2 separate regions of the Triticum aestivum genome follow, and region 2 is linked to region 1. The links are chromatin contacts, called in public Hi-C maps. All regions are on one chromosome and are shown on one strand. Each heading gives the region's core, a stretch centred on a gene start, on an enhancer-like site or on the middle of the called end of the contact. The rest is flanking DNA. Distances are from core to core; before and after follow the strand shown.

What was found. Hi-C and Micro-C count contacts between places; a contact is called where the count stands out from the background.
Region 2: a Hi-C map of leaf shows a contact between it and region 1, with 7 times the contacts expected there. The contact joins the promoter of LOC123144365 here to the enhancer-like site in region 1. A contact is called at or near these places in 3 of 5 Hi-C or Micro-C datasets (all in leaf).

The regions. Positions count from the first base shown.
Region 1 is chr6D:176,875,987-176,878,915 of IWGSC CS RefSeq v2.1, reverse strand. No RefSeq gene overlaps it. Among protein-coding and RNA genes, the nearest start is that of LOC123141406, 200 kb to the right of the region's middle. Within about 2 kb of position 1,350, at least 5 of the 8 cell types and tissues checked have an H3K27ac peak or open chromatin away from gene starts, as enhancers often do. A contact at or near this core is called in leaf, where this site is marked.
Region 2 is chr6D:177,169,450-177,172,170 of IWGSC CS RefSeq v2.1, reverse strand. It overlaps LOC123144365 (EIN3-binding F-box protein 1), which reads right to left and starts at 1,306. Exons shown (of 2, transcript XM_044563471.1): 1 at 916-1,306; 2 at 1-773. The coding sequence starts at 940.

The DNA of each region.
Region 1 (2,929 bases), core at 101-2,600:
ACTAAAACTACGAATATTGATAGGTTTAATTGGAAGCTTGATGTGATTTTTTTTACGTGTGCCCTTACAAGCGGGACCCACTTATCATGTAAATATAGTCAAACGATGGATTAGAACTAGCCGCAATAGGTTACAACAATAAGAGCATCTACAACCGGGTGTCCCAAACCGGCCTCAGACGCCCATGCGGGTCGGTCATGATTTTTTGACCCAGACAGACGCCTTAAACGGGCCTCAAACGCCCGGGCTGACCGGCACCCCTCATATCCAGCCCAAATATGGGGCGGATATGGGGTGGCTCGGGCATGCCCGGGCGCGTCCGCCTGACAAGGCCGGCCCACCACCGACCCCACGGATGTGCCACAAAAAACCTCATCCAGCTCATCGCTCCGAAACCCTAGCTCATTCACTCTCCTCTCTTGCTCCGTCCTCTCCTCTCCCAGTAGCGATTCCGATCGAATCCGGCGCAATGTCGAGTATCGGAAGACGCTCCGACTCCGAGCTAGATCCGGCGGCTTTGGCGGAAGAACGCCAAGGCGCTCCGGATTGCCATTGAGCAATCCGAGCACGAGGCGGCGAAGGCGGCGGCGGAGGTGGCTCGGCTCGCGAAACTAAAGCGAAAGCAGGACAGGGAGGTCTGACGGCTAAAAGGGCTCGTCATCCTCTCCGACTCCTCCGATGATGACTCAAACGGCTCCTCCGATGATGACTCGGACGATCGGCCACCAGCTGTCGATGCCTACAGCTGCGCCGGCGACCGGAAGGGCAAAGGGCCGGCGAGGAAGTGATGAATCTCCGCCATCTCCATCCAGTTTCTAGTTTTCAGTAATGTAGTTTAAGTTTATGTGAATTATGTGAATTTTGGCGATCTTTGGACATCCATCGGTGGTGATCGGAATGTGCATTGCCCTGTCCGACTCTATATTTGTGTGATGATCTACGTTCTTTTTTTCTATGTTGCATGCTAGTATGGATGTGAGGAACCGGATATGAGATACACTGATGTGAACGGCATGATTTGAAGGTTGCCTGGTCAATGCCCGCCGACGCGTCCGTGGGTGTTTGTGGGGCCGAATTTGCAAAGTCCGGCTGTAGATGCTCTAAGTGACGTCTAGAAAGTAGGTGTTCTATGCATATAATCAACCATACGTTGATAGTTTGTGCAATTTCTATTCGTGGTTCAGTGGACTCCTCACAATTGCCAAAACGGTGAGACGGCAATTGGCAAACTTTGTCGATGGAAAGCTTGACAGCTGAAGAAGAAAAACGACGGCATAAACACACTACAGTGCTTAGCGTGCGCTTACGCCAGCAACCGGGGTTGCCTGTGACCTGTCGGCTTTCAGAAGATCCGTGGTCCAGGGGCAAGATCTGCACCGACGTGGCGTGCTCTGCATCAAGCGTCGGCTACGCCTCCCGATCCGCCGCAATTGCCTCTTCACGTTCACGGGTGGCCCGCGCCGTCAGTGTCAGGCCAAGACGGGAAAGGGCGATCCCAAGTTCCCATGACCCGAGCGGTAAATTTGACAAATTTAAACTATAGACGAAATCAAATCACAGAATGAACTATCCGTGAAACTATTTCACACGGCTGACTTTTTTGTGACGCCCGACACAAAGGCGCCACACTACACTGTGCAACGCCTCACAGATAGGCGCTACACGGCCAGCGTCGCACCCGTGTGATCAGAAAATTACTAAGTCAGTATGCAGCGCCTGAGAGTTAGGCGCCACACTATACAGTGTAGCGTCTAGCTCCCAGGCGTTGCACTAGTGCAGCGCCTGAGAGTTAGGCGCCACGGATCAGCCACGTGAAATAGTTTCACGGACAATTCATTATGTAATTTGATTTCGTCTATAGGTCAAATTTGTCAAATTTCGAGCGGAGCAAATTCTCGAGGCGAATCGGTGAAATCTTTGAACGCCTATTGTCATCACCTCACGGTGCAGTGAGTACAGTGACCATAAGAGAAGAGAAGAAGCGTGGGGTGTGCTGTGGCGTGCCACGCCTTCCTGCCTTTGACGAATTCAATACGGCAGCGACGACCGCCGAGTAAGCAAAGCAGAGCCTCTTTGCCTTGTGGAAATAAAAGGAAAGATCGCCTCGGTTGCGTTCCAAGGCGAGTCGCACATGGACATGGGCATTTCGTGATTTGGATGCGAGAATATATCGCAGATCGAAGCGTCGCCGTCGGTGCTCACCTTGTGCGCGACAGCTCGAGGCCAGGAGTTCACACCTGCCTACCACGCGTTGTTATACACAGAGACTGCTCCGTTAGGGCATCTCCAACGGTGACCCATAAATTCCCTCCTACATTCGTCCAAATATAAAAAAATTAGTCTATGAATACGAATATGGAAGCACATTGTTTAATCGTAGCCGCATATGTTTTAACTTTCTTTTAATAAATTGGATAAAATTCATGCAAACACGGCCGATTTCATATAAACATGATCGATTTCATACAAACACGACGAATTTTCATTACATTTTAAACATTTAGAAAGAAATGATCGGACCCTAAACCTATCCTACGGCGGCGGTGACCGGCGTCCAAGCCCATGTCTTCCTCCATCCGTCGTCTCCATGAGCACCGACGATAAGACCCGTGAAGTGGAGGTGTGGTCTCCGGTTAGAAAGAGTAGAACATGGGAGACGGGCTGCCCACATGGGACATAAGGCACTGCCGCCTCCCGTGACCTACTAATCATCGGAGGAGTCCGTGACCTGTCCGTCGACGGTGGACGTGAGGTCCATGATGGAAATGGTGGCGCCGGCGTTGTTGTCGTCCCACCGGCCGCCAGATGGTTCGTCGGCGGCGAGTAGGAGGCGCAGCTGGCGTTGTTCTCCTCCGCGATCGCCTACAGCTGCACCTCTGCGGCTGCCGCTTTCTGACGAGCGGCGGCTTGAGCGAAGACGACATATAGA
Region 2 (2,721 bases), core at 57-2,556, 290 kb before region 1:
CAGGCCCTCGTTGCCAACGCCGGAGCAGGCCTCGATGGTCAGAGACACCAAGTTGGGGCACCCCTGAGCAATAGCAGCAAGGCCCTTGTCTGTGATGAGCGGGCAAGAAGTGATATCCAGACGCTCCAGCGAGGGGCACCCGGCGGCGATCTCAGCGAGCCCAGCGTCGGTCACAAGCGGCACATCCCACAGCGAGAGCGAGCAGAGGTTAGGACTGCCGCAGGCGACGGCCAGGAGCCCCTGGTCCGTGACCCCGCGCGACGGGTGGCTCCCACGGATGGCGAGCTTCTCCAGCCCGCGGCGGGATCCAGCGACAACAGCCATGGCGGCGAGGCGGACATCGGTGGCCTCGTTGCCCTCGAGGACCCTCTCGACGCAGGGATCTGCGGGGGAGTCGTCCGTATCCTCCTCCATGACGAACTCCTCGTTGAGATCGGGCAGGGACGGGGCGGCCGCCGCGGCATGACCGAGCTCGGAGATCCGAATGCTGGCGAGGAGCGCCAGCCAGCGGCGGGAGACGCAGGCGGAGTCAGCGCGCTCGCGGCCGCCGGGCAGGCGGCGCAGGACCTCGAAGAGGCACTCGTCCGGGAGCACGTCCAGGGACGGCTGCGGGGGCTGCCTCTGCTTCTTGCTGGCCCTCATGCACTCGGCCGCCGCGGCGGCGACCGCCGACGCGGCCACCAGAGAGCGCTTCCGCTGCTGAACCACCGCTCCGCCACCGCGGCAGAACATCCTGGAAAGCTCGGCCGGGGCAGAGACGAGGCACCCGCCATCTGACGCAATCGAAGAACACATCATCAGGGACACGCAAGAACAATACTTTCCTTGCAAGGAACCACGACTAAAACAACAACCCGACTCTCTTCGGGGAAAAGAAAAAGGAAAACAGGATGGGGATCTCTCTCTATCGCTTACCTCCGTATGCGTGGAAGGCAGGCATGCCGAGTCGCCGGAGAAGGAAGAGATCCCTTGAAAGAAGAAGAAGAGCACGACCAAGAACAGAGCCGCCGCCGCCGCCGCACGATCCGAGCCGCCGGAGAAGGCCTTAAGCATTTACAGGCGACCACCGCCGGCGGGGGAAGGAGACGGAAGCCGAACCCTATCGCCGCCGCGACAGGGAAAAAAGAGAAGGAGGAGAGGGGAGAGGAGAACTCTGTGACAGGAGGGAGGAAGGGGAAAGCGCGAGCTGAGGCGGAGGGTATAGGGAAGAAAGAGACGGAGGAGGTGGGAATTGAATAATCGGCGCGAGGGACAGAGACGGGAGGCGGGGGCCGCCCTTGGCGCTCCCAGGGGACAAGTTGCGCTGGCCGGAGCTGGATGCACTGAACCTGCACTGTACTCGTGTGGGCGGATGGAGTGGAGGGGATTGAGACGGCCGGATGGGGTGGGTGGGTGGATCACTCGTTCGTGCTGCACATACATTGCACATGCACGCGTCTTCGTCTTCGTACTATCATGGAGCTGCGATTCTTCTCCTCTACTTTTCGTTTTCCTTTTTCAGGTTGCGCTTGGAGAGTGGATTCGAGGGGAACTCCTGTTCCAGAGCGTGAACACGTGGAGATAGCAGATCCAGTTACCCAAGATTGTTTTTTCCCCTCACTTTAAGGCATCTTCAACCCTCACCCGCAAATTTTCTTCCACATGTGTGTACCGGTCATCCAACGCTATACACATATATTTTAAAAGCAATCGCAGCGCCTAGCAGTCGTCTCTGTGGCGATGATGGAGCGGTTGAGGGCCCACGTCATGGCGAGGTTTGGGTCGTCGCGAGCCCATTTCGGCGTTGCGTCGGACTTCACGAACACGGAGCGGCGGGCGGTGTTGCACCAGTCGTACCGCATCTGCTGCCTCGCCGCTCGCTCCTCCTTGAAAACGACGGTCCTCGAGCCCGAGGGGCCGCTGACATTCTCTTGGGAGGGCCCTTAGGATATAAAGGTTCCTGAGTCATTTTACCACCTCTAGTCTTAACTCAAACAGCATGATCATTCATCTTACTATTTCACTTCATTAAGCAAATCATTTTGTGCCTTGAGAACTTGTTCTACTTGAGTTTTTACCATGATTATTAATAATCTTGAGATCATTAATAGTTCTACACATATAGTCACCCAAGCAGTCAAGCATATACGCATTACGTTTCAATTGTCTACTAACATATGCATTGAAGTTTTCTTGTTTAACAATAAAGTTATCAAATTTATCCAAGCATTGACTAGCAAACTTATTATAAGAAATATCACCTTCATCAAATCTATAAAGAGAATTTACCTCTACTACCTGTGTCGGAGTATTAAGATCATATATTTCTTCAATAGGTGGCAAATTCTTAACATTTTCAGTTTTAATGCTTTTTCTTTCATAGATTTCTCAGCCTCTTGCATATCTTCAGGACTGATAAATAGAATACCCCTCTTCTTCGGAGTTGGCTTAGGTGGTGATTCAGGAAGAGTCCAATCATTATCATTGCTCAATATATTATTCAGTAGTACTTCAGCTTGTTCAACAGTTCGTTTTTTGAAAACACAACTACCACTACCATCTAGGTGGTCCCTAGAAGCATCGGTTAGTCCATTATAAAAGATATCAAGTATTTAATTTTTCTTGAAAGGATGATCAGGCAAAGCATTAAGTAATTGGAGAAGCCTCCCCCAAGCTTGTGGGAGACTCTCTTCTTCAATTTGCACAAAGTTAAATATTTCCTGTAAAGCAGCTTGTTTCTTA